2 separate regions of the Pan troglodytes genome follow, and region 1 is linked to region 2. The links are chromatin contacts, called in public HiChIP or PLAC-seq maps. All regions are on one chromosome and are shown on one strand. The core of a region is the stretch at or near the end of the contact, and the rest is flanking DNA. Distances in the headings are between cores, read along the strand shown.

Region 1 (5,158 bases), core at 103-2,602, 260 kb before region 2:
AGGTTAAAGTCGCTATTATGCAGCTGCCGCCGCCGGCGGCCCGGCCAGCTCGACAAGGTGGGGTCCCCTCCTCGCCGCGCCTCCCGGCGCTCGCCCCGGCCCCGCTCCCTTTCTTCTCCTCCTAGCGCACTTAGGAGCCGCCGGGGAGCCCCAGGAGCCCCCAACTCCGGGCTCGCAACTCCGCGCCCGCGACCGGCACTGGCTGAGCTCGGGACGCCTCCCGCGCCGCGTGTTCGCGCTGCCCCCGCCCCACGCGGCGCCCCGCGCACTTTCCCCGCCGCCGACCCACCTCGCTCGGTGGCGGTCCCCGCGCGGGCTGGCGCCGCCGCGCCGGGAGGAACGCACTTTGTTCGCGCCGGTGCGGCCGCAGCTCCCGGCGAGCGCGGCGTGGTCGGTCCGGAGCGGGGGGCGGGGGCGGGAGGCGGGGGTCGCCGCCGTCCCCGAGCCGCCGCCGCCGCTGCTCAGCCGCCCCGCGCCCGCGCGCCCATCGCCCGCTCGCACTTGAGTTGGAGCCCAACTTTTCCTCCTTCCTTTTTCTCTCGAATAGAGCCGGCAACTCGTGCTCGGCGCCGGCGGGAGGAAACGCGCTCGCGCTCCCCCGCGCGCAGACACGCTCCCTCCTGTCCCCCGTACCCCCCCCCCACGCCGGCAGCACAACAAAAAGCCATTTACATGCGAGGAAGTGACCCTCGGCCGCACCGCGCGCCCCCGCCGCCGCCGGCCCCGCGGACGCAGGCAAAAGTTGGGGCGCCGGGCGGCGCTCGGGGCGCGGGTTCGGGCCCCGCGGGCGGCGACGCCGGCGACACTGCGCGGGCGGCGCTGCGCTCCTGCGCTGGCCCCGGCCCCCTCCCGCCCTCGCCCCTCGCCCCTCGCCCCGCACACGCCCAACTCCTCGCTCCCAACTCCTAGCGCGGCCCCGGCCCCGGCCCGGAGCGATTTCCTGCCACCGCCGCCGCCGCCGCCCCTCCCGGGGGCGCCGGGCGAACTCTCGCGCTCACCGGGTCGGTCGGGCTCCTCCGCTGCCTAGTGCCGAGGGGAAAACAAAACGCAGAGCGGGCTCCGGAGTTGGCTCGGCAGCTGCGGCCAGGGGGCTGAATCCACGGGCACGGAGTTGGCCGGGGGCGAACGGGTCTCTGGTGAGTTTCAGGGTCTCCGGGTCCCCGGGCCGCCTCCTACGCGGCGCTCCTTTGTGTAATTTCACTCGATTCAAGTTTAATCCGATAGTTCCCGAGCACGAGCGCGTCCGCACCACCACGACTCAACCCCCGCGCCGCCGCTGCCGCCGCCGCCGCCGCCGCCGCCGCCGCGGCCCCAACACGCCAGCGCCTGCGCGCGTCCGGCACGCCGCGCGCACCCGAAGCCGCGGGGCCGCGCGCGCCCGCCGCCGGCTCCCTCCGGGCCGCGCCGCGCCCGCGCTCGCGCCCGCGCGCCGCCACCTGACGTCAGGCGCGCCTGGCATAATTTATGCAAGAATTCGGCCGGGGTGGCGGAGGCCGAGGGAGAGGCCGAGAGAAAAGGGGCGGCGCGGAGCTGCTGGGCCGCGGGCCGCAAGGGCGGGCCGGGCGCCACTTCCCGTCCCCTGGCGGGCGCCGGCGCTTCAGGCGGGTCTCCCCGCCGGCCGGTGCGCTGCTGCCGCGGAGTCTTCCTTGCCCGGCTGCACGGAGCGCTCGGCCGCGGCGCCCGGGCGCGGACTGGAGGGGCTGCTGCCACGTCTCCCGCGCGGCACCTTCCCGGAGCCGGGTGCGCCGCCCCGGGGCAGGAAGCGGGGCTCCGCGAGGTCTGCGACCCTCCTGGCCGCCGCGAAGGGTTTCCGACGCTGCGCGGCCGGCGGCGGCCGGGGGTGACTGGCAGTCTCTGCAGTAATTATCCTTCAACTTGAAATTATTTTCCCGCATGAAATTATTCGGAAGGGACATGTTCCATTCCAGATGGGTTCGTGCCTGCTTCTCCACATCGCTTTTCCCACCTCTTCGTGGATAGGACACCGGATCCACTACTTAATCAAAAAGTTTAACTAGATGGCATTGATTTTGTCGAATTTGTTACCATACCAAAAAAGAGAGAGAAGGCAGAGAGCTCAATGATTATGAAACAAAGAAATAGGATGTATGCCCATTATTAAACGTGTCGGTACTAGAATGTTTTACTCATTCTTTGGCCAAAATGGCACTTGTATCTGATTGCATAGTCTTAAAAATCCGAGCCTCTTATTCCATTTCTCTTCCCGGTACAAAATGAATGTTAAACCTGAAGAAAAAAAACTTTTTTTTACTAATTTTTATTTTAGGAAATAGATCTACAAACATGGATTAAGCCTCTTCTATCTGCAAAATACGGAGCAATTATAATGTGTTTAAACCATCAATTGTAAACTTTAAGATAATTTTATTAGGTTAAAGATTGCACTTATTTTAAAATCAGGAAAGGAACTCATATCAACCAAAGATTGCCCTATGGCAGGTACAGACTGACTGGTTATTACTGGACTCCAAAATAAACTGAGAAAATAGCAAAACTATGTAAAATGTACTAATCTCACTCACTGATGGTTACACTACCTGTAGTGCTAAGCCTGTAATCACAATATTGTTATTTGGACAAAAGATTAATCAAAACTATCTCATTAAGTAACTACTGCAACTATTCAATAAGTTTGATTATCCTAGACTTAATCACTAAGACATTGATTTTCTGATTTTAGTAATAATTCTATAAATATATCACATTATATTGTGGTTTGTTAAATGCACTGCTTTTAGCTTGCTTTCATCATGTATTTGAGTTTTGTTCTAAAAGAAATAAATGTTTTAATGTTTAAGGAGCTTACAGATTATCAAAAAGAACATAGAAGACAGTACAGAAAGAATTCTGGCATTTAAAAAGTTGAAACCACTAAAATCAACTTCCATCTGTTTTAAACCCGGTATCACAAACCAAGAATCACAACTCTGAGGTTAGGCTACTGTTTCCATTAAGTTTATATTTCCCAATGAAAGTATATGAAAGGTGCTTTAGGGGTGTGTGGGGCGGGGGGGGGGTCAAAAACAGGACACAATGTCTAGAAAAAAATCGCTAGTACCTGACTATATTAGAATACATTTTTAAAATAATGTGCCATAAAAAATTATGTCTTATCTTTTACAGTGTGCCACAGCTCGATATCAGATGTGCATCTATTTCAAGGCAATTCACAGGAGAAACAAAATGACATCTACATATAGTGAAATTACAATATTGCAATTAACTTGTTATCAACAAATATGACTATGAGGAGATTCCCTGTGCTCTTGTACATTTAACTCGAAAGCTAGGAAACTTCCTTTTGATATATACCAGTACCCAATGTAAAAACAGTCCTACAGAATATAAGTCCTCTGACTTATAGTCTCCTTATCCTGATCACTGCCCTGAGCCATCATGAAGAAGTCTCTAAGCTTTTAGATGTTGTGGTGGTATGGAACGTAAGGGGCCTTAAAAAGTAGAGGCCCTCAGGGACAAACTCCTAGGCAGATCTGGCCTACCTGAGTCATAGCTCTCACCACACCACCACCATCCCCCCACACTCCCCTTTAGCCTGAAATGTTTTTTCTCCATTTGCTTCACTATTGAAGTTTTCCCAATGAGAGTAATTTGAATTCACAAGCTTTCTCTTTAAGTATGCAAATACCTTAGGGTGAGATAAGGGGCTACTGGTCTTTCACAGATGAGTGTAAATTGGTTCAATGGGTTGCTTTCCTCCCAACAGCTAGCCAGACTAACAAATTTAGAGACTTAGCCATTCATTCAACTTCGAGTGCCTAAGAGTTTCCAGGATTGGTTCTAGGTACTGGAGATATAGTAGTGAACAAAACAGACAAAACGTCCTGCCCTCATGGAGTTTACAATCTAGTGGATTGGTAGTTTTGATCTGGTGATAAGAGAGAATGTTAATTTTGGAGTCTGAGCCCTGGAGGAATAGGACAGACCTGAGTTCCGTGTAGCCAGAGGACAGTGGAAAGGTACTAAGGACCTGGGAAGGAGGGCATTGAAGAATGGAGGGGGCCAAGCAGAAAGCAGTTGAGAAAAACACCAAAGAAAATATGACCCACTACAAAAAGGTTGTCTAGGCCCTAGGTCATGAATAGATACAGTCTATTTGAAGAGCTCAGACTTAATGCTGAATTCCACAGACAAATAAATATCTCTGGAAAAATAGCCCAGAATGTATCAACCTATAATACCTGTGGTGAGGGAGATAATGTGCACATCTAAAATAACTGAAAAAACACTCTAACTCTCAAACACTTAAAAATCAAGTCCTATCTGTATTAAATGTTTCCAACTTTAAAATATTATGTGAATTACACTAATTCCAGTGTTGAGGGCATCCTTCAGTATATTTTTGGAACTCATCTTTTGAAATTGTGTTCAGAACCAATTTGCAAGTACTGGAAAATAACTCTCTTTAGCACCACATATTTTTTCCCCCACTAAAAACTGTTATTTTTCTTCATTCACCAAATTTACATCCAAATGACTTTGGCTAGCTCCAAACAATATATTTTGCCTCTAAATAATGAAGGTTTACTGCCATTGAAGATACATAAATAATTAAAATATAAATATATAGAGGGGTATAAATGCTGAAGAAAGCAGCAAAAAGAAAAGTCTAAAAAACTTTTTCTGCTTCACTGGGATAATGGCATAATCCTCCTCTGTAATTTTTTCTTTTTTTTTTTTTTTTTTTTTGAGACGGAGTCTCACTCTGTCACCCAGGCTGGAGGGGGCAGCGGTGAAGTCTCGGCTCACTGCAAGTTCCACCTCCCCGGTTCACACCATTCTTCTGCCTCAGCCTCCCGAGTAGCTGGGACTACAGGCACCTGCCACCACGCCCGGCTAATTTTTTTTTTTTTTTGTATTTTTAATAGAGACAGGGTTTCACCGCATTAGACAGGATGGTCTCGATCTCCTGACCTCATGATCCGCCCATCTCGGCCTCCCAAAGTGCTGGGATTACAGGCGTGAGCCACCGCGCCCGGCCTGTAATTTTTTCATAAAAGAAAGCTGGCCAGGCACGGTGGCTCATGCCTGTAATCCCAGCACTTTGGGAGCTGAACTGGGTGGATCACCTGAGGTCAGGAGTTTGAGACCAGCCTGGCCAACATGGTGAAAACCCATC
Region 2 (5,731 bases), core at 2,183-4,682:
GAGGGGTTTCCATCCCTGTGTCCAAGTCCAAATACCCTTAATTCCTGGCATCTCCTGTTTGCCCCTTCTTGGGAATGTTCCTTAAGATAAATATCTTAAGATGCTTGGACTACACCTCTCTTTTTTGGCAAATGTCAAACCACACCAATTTGGGGCTTGCTTCTTCCCCTGCAAAAGTCCCACATGAACCCTCCTGAGCTGAAGCAAAGGGCCCAGACCTGTCTGTGGAGCTACTTGAGCCCCCAAATGCTGCATCCCAACTGTATCCCTGGTCTGTCCTGGTCTCCCTCTTGGACCACCCTGGTTGCTCCTGTCATGTGGGCCTGGCTCCAGGCTGCACACCTGGCTCATCAATGCCGAACAAGCTCTGCCAGCTGCTGCATGATTGTTGACACTCGGGGTGCGCTGGCTGTTTGACCACATCCCGGAACACTCTTTGCTGAAACCGACAAAGTAAAATATTCCTGAACATATAATGTAGTACTCTGGGGGGAAAATTAAACATTTTAGTAGTATATTAAAAATAGTAAATAAAATTTCAGAAAATTTCAGAATATTTCACATTGCCTAGTGCAATGAACTAGTAGACCAGGGAGCTAGCAAACAAGAAACCAGTATTGCAAAAGTGAAATGATTTTCATTGTAAACATATAAAATGCAGTTACTGTGAACAAATATAATCCCCAAACAATAACACTTTTGTTATCAGAACTCTGTTAAGTAATCAAGAACTTACGAAACAACTGTTTTTTTGAAAATGCCCCCTTTGGAGAATACAAGCATGCCCTGTATCGGCATAGCACTTTTAAACACTTTCATGTCTCTGATCTTATTACAGCCTTAGGATGCATGTGAAACTCATGTTTTCGTAGACAAAGAGGTTCCCTTTATAAGAAGCACATCTGGGACTCTAATTTCAGGACTTTCCCTCCATGTGGTGGCCACTCCTGGAGAAATGATGCTTGTGCGTGACTAATAAAAGGCAGGCTTCCCACAGACACACTTTTCTTGCTAAGAGCCTATTCCTTCAGGCTGTTGTATTTTGTTAACAGTGACAATGACAAGCACTAACAGGATGCTCCCACTGTGATTGAGAATGTGTAAGTGCTTTTCTGTGTGTGTGCTAGGCATTTGCTTGTTTGCTCTCAGGCCCAATGTCTGCCCTTTCTCTCTGCTCTGTGTCTCTGGATACACTGCCCAGGCTCCTGTATCTTCTGACTTCTACCTCCTCTGGGCAAGGAGAGGCACTGGTAGGAGACTACAGGGTTGGGGGAAAAGAGAAGCCTGGGCCTTTCTCTCCTTCCCATCTTCCTTGTGTGGTATCTCCACATCCAGCAGCAGTTAATTCTCCGTGGCATTAGCTCCCCTGCCCCACCATGCTCCAGCACCTACTGGGGTGCCTGGCTTGACTCCCTGCCTCTAAAAAAGAGCCATCTTCCTTTGTCCTTCCAGCAGCCTATCTCTAGATGGCCTCTGTTCTGTTTGGCAAAGCTCTTCTATCCCCTGTGGAACTAAATCCCTGCCTTGAAATCTGTCTGTTGAAAGACCTACAGTGGTTTTGTTTCATGACTAGACTGTGCCGCTACAACTTGATATTACTCTTTACCTTCACAGCATTCCTGGGAGGAGGTAATATTATTATCTCCATTTACGGATAAGGAAGCTGAGGCTTGAAAGAGACAAATAATGTGCCCAAGCTCATACAGTCTATAAGTGGGGGCTCTGGGACTCCAGAAATTGTGTGTTGTGCTTGCCTCTAGAGGACAGGTGACACTGAGAGAGTGCTTCCTTGTGCCAGGCCCCAGGACCTGAGTGTGCCTACATGCACCATCTCACGATGTCTCCACAGCAATCTCCCCAGTGACCGATGAGGAACTGGAGCTCAGAGACATTACCTTGCCAAAGTAAATGAGTTGGTAGGCAGCAGAGGTGGGATTCAAACCTATTTTTTTTTTCAGATGGAGTCTTACTGTGTTGCCCAGGCTGGAGTGCAGTGGCTCAATCTAGGTTCACTGCAAGCTCTGCCTCCCAGGTTCTAGAGATTCTCGTGCCTCAGCCTCCTGAGTAGCTGGGATTACAGGCACGCGCCACCATGCCCGGCTAATGATTGTATTTTTAGTAGAGACGGAGTTTCACATGTTGGCCAGGCTGGTCTCCAATGCCTGGCCTCTGTTGACCTGCCTGCTTGGGCCTCCGCCTATACGGTGCTGGGATTACAGGCATGAGGCACCGCGCCTGGCCCAAACCTATTCTTTCTACTACTAGTAGTTCTTCCCAAAAGTTAATGTTTATCACTATGTGGAATGTAGTTGAAACGGACATTCCCAGTTCCCACTCCAGAAGCTCCAATTCGGTAGATTTGGGAAGGGTATAATATGCATTTTGCACAACTGCCCTAAGTGATGCTGAGGCCACATGGGGCCAACCCTGCTTATTCTTTTTTTTTTGACACAGAGTCTTGCTCTGTCACCCAGGCTGGAGTGCAGTGGCGTGATCTCGGCTCACTGCAAGCTCCACCTCCCGGGTTCATGCCATTCTCCTGCCTCAGCCTCCCGAGTAGGGATTACAGGCACCCGCCACCGTGCCCGGCTAATTTTTTTTGTATTTTTAGTAGAGACGGGGTTTCACCGTGTTAGCCAGGATGATCTTGATCTCCTGACCTCATGATCCGCCCATCTCAGCCTCCCAAAGTACTGGGATTACAGGTGTGAGCCACCGCACCCGGCCCCAACCCTGCTTATTCTTTATGGCCTTCCTGTTCTACCGGCGATGCCCTGTGTGGCTGGTGCATGCCTCTCCTTGCTGGCCTCAGTTTCCCTGTCTGTAGAGTGAGGGGCTGGACCAGAGAATCTCCCAGGTCCTCCCAGGTTTTGGCTGAGTCCCCTAAACACGTGTGCTGCAGAGATGCAAGGCACATGTTGTGCTTCCAGGGGGATTGCTGCCTCCACTGAGCTCTCCGAGGGCAGCAGCCAGACACGGAGAGCAGGGGTTTCTCAGGCACCCCCGGGCCATAAGGCTCCACAGGAGCCCTCTGGCTTGCGGGTAAAGGAAAGCCCTGTTTATTGGTTTGCAGCAGTTGGCAAACTGACATTTAAAAAAGGAAGTGAATTGTGAGGTGGGGATTTTAATTCAGGGAAATATTTGAAGAACTCAGTGTTTGCTCAGAGAGGTCATTAAATAGGTTTTGTTCCCACACCCTCTGGAAAAATGATGCTTCATTAAAATGGCAACACGAGGTGTAGTGAAAATGGTGAAATTGGGAACGCTGAAAAGACACATTCACTAGATTCCACTTAAAATGTAAAAGGAGTGTAAAGAAAACAAATGGACATTTTCCTGAGGCAGCTGAGCTATACAAAACACAGGCATCTTTGTCTCCTTCTTGAAAACTTCCACAATGCGTTCTCCTTTCTTCCTCTCCACTAATCTGTACTTCTAAGAGGTGTTGAGTTTCGGCCAAACTTTCTGCTCGGCTCGCATCAAAGGCTGCCCTCTTGTGAATAGCCAGCTCTCACCTAATGATCTCCCTACTCACTCCTGACCAGGACGCAGGTCATTCCCCATAATAATTAGCTCACAGGCAGAGTTTCCAGGCGCTTCCAGGAGCATCAATCACCGGGATGAATGGGAAGCCCGTGTGTGGGAACTGCAGGGGGAGCTGGGTGCAGAGCCACCTCAGCCCTGTCACCCCGCGGCTGTCCCTGCCATGCTTCCTTGGATCCCTATCTACCCCGTTTTGGGTGACAGGACGAGTTGGGCCAGTTACCAGGTAAGTTAAGAGAGGGCTGTGGAAGCATCAGCCCCAACACCCCACCAACGCAACCCAGGCTGAGCTTCTGTTTTCCTTGTGACAGGATCTTGTCGCCTGGTTCTGATGGTGTCTTGGTTCCCGGCTGGGGTTTTGTGTTTACCACGAGCGTTGCCTGCTGTCGGGGAGCTGCGTGTGTTTCACAACAGACAGGGAGCCAGGGAGACCACCCTGCGGGGCTGCCCCTTCCCTCAGCGCTTTCTGCTTGGGTCGCTGGCGTGTTGCAGTGCCTTCGTTCGTCTGTGGTGTGCGGTGCTGGTCCAGGTTTACGCGCTAACAGTGAATTAGAAGGAGAAAACGCTCTGCGAGTGCAGCAGAAGGTCAATATGGAGCCTGGTTTGCTTTTAGAATCTTCCCAAGGCCGATGGGCTTCCTCTTCCCTCCTGACCAGGGGCTTTGATGCCCCTGCCCTGGGCTGCCTGGTTCCTGCCCCGAGTCTTCAGAAAGATCCCCGGGCCTGGAGACTGTGAGTTCAGGTTCAGATGCCTTGCGTGGCCTGTGAATCCTGGGTCTGGTCTCTGTCCCCAGGCCCGTGTTCAGGGACCACCCTGAGCACCAAAGGCAGCCCAGTCCGGCTTTGACTCAGCTCCCAGGGCGGAGTCCCTTGCCCAGCACTGGGCAGGAGGAGGGCATCCTCAGGGCAAGGGTCTGCCATCAGCAGACCAGAGCCAGAGCCCGCAGCCCCTGAGCACTTTCAGATTCCTGCAGCGCAGAGAGGTTTTCCAGGGGGGAAGGGAGGACCCTGTGGCTGGAGAAATCCCGCCGCGAACACCCAGCGACCAGGTCTACAGCAGCACCAGGTCTGTGCTGCCCCCTGGTGGTCACAGATTTTACTACACGCGGCCCACAAGTAAAATGAGTTTCTCTTCAGTGGCCCGGTTATCTTCTGTCGTGTAGGAGGAAGTCCAGAGCCACGGAAATTCGGTAAGGATCGGATAAGGGCAATGAAATCGCAGCTCTAAATCTTTTCATGGAGTTGAAGACAGACATTTGACTGTGGGAGCCATCTCATCTTTATAACCTGGTAAACAATGCCAGAATAAAAATAACAAATTCAATGTATTTAAGTCGGTTTCGACAGTGAGGAATTAAAATTAAATTTATTTAAACTATTTTGACTTTTACCCAAGTTTTTCTTACAGTTCCATCTCATTTTTCCCTCCTTACATAGTTTGGGGAGTAGAGAACAGTCTATTTTTGACTCCTGTGTAACTGACATGGAGACAGAGGCCTGCGGTCCCTTGGGGGATTAGTGGCCCACGCAGGTGTGCAGACCACGGGTCCCTCAATCAGAAGCGGGATGTGTGGCAGGGAGCTTTGGAGAGCTTTCATTTTGGATTAGTGATTTCCTGTCGACTTTTCCTCGTTTTTGTCACAGCACACTCGGAACATTTCTCATCAGCTGTGTACACTATGTCAGGCATTTCAAATATGTTTCTGGAAGTTGTCAGTGCTGTTCTCTATGAGGCCTGAAGGAAAAATTCAATGTTTGTAGTAAATAAAGTACAAAAATTATATCAGCTATTAAGAGGATGGATTATTTCCAAGTTGCTTAGCCATATTGGTTGAGCGTTGAATGCAGCAATGGTGCCAACATATTAAGCACAAGAATCTTGTATTCCTGGATACTGGAAGTTCCCTAGAAGATGGTGGCGCAGGGTCAGCTGGGTGGGGATGTCAAGGGATGTACAGTGGACTTCAAGAAGGAGTTTATGGAGATGCAAGAGAAGGTTCTGAAAACTTTGCTAGGATGGACCCTTTGTTGAATTAGTTCTCAGGGAGGCTGATTTGGAGGAGACAGGTGGCATCGGAAGCTAGAAATAGTGTTCCACAAACAATGAGCTTCCAGGGAATATTCATGCCTAGAATTGAAGACACATGTGTATGGGTTCTGTCTTCCCCTCTGTCTCAGTCTCTGTTTTG

What was found. HiChIP or PLAC-seq counts read pairs in DNA pulled down with a chosen protein or histone mark.
Region 1: an H3K4me3 HiChIP or PLAC-seq map of stem cell-derived excitatory neurons shows a contact between it and region 2, with 7 times the contacts expected there. The contact joins the promoter of CHD7 here to the promoter of LOC129135719 in region 2. A contact is called at or near these places in 1 of 7 Hi-C or Micro-C datasets (stem cell-derived neural progenitor cells) and 1 of 1 datasets of contacts at active chromatin or transcription factors (stem cell-derived excitatory neurons).

The regions. Positions count from the first base shown.
Region 1 is chr7:69,259,212-69,264,369 of NHGRI_mPanTro3-v2.0_pri, reverse strand. It overlaps CHD7 (chromodomain helicase DNA binding protein 7), which reads right to left and starts at 1,352. Exons shown (of 39, transcript XM_063817130.1): 1 at 999-1,352.
Region 2 is chr7:68,998,434-69,004,164 of NHGRI_mPanTro3-v2.0_pri, reverse strand. LOC129135719 reads left to right here and starts at 3,432. Exons shown (of 2, transcript XM_054656760.2): 1 at 3,432-3,769; 2 at 3,855-5,731. The coding sequence starts at 3,621. The coding sequence ends at 4,278. The region is part of intron 2 of LOC134810876 (a long non-coding RNA gene); the gene reads left to right.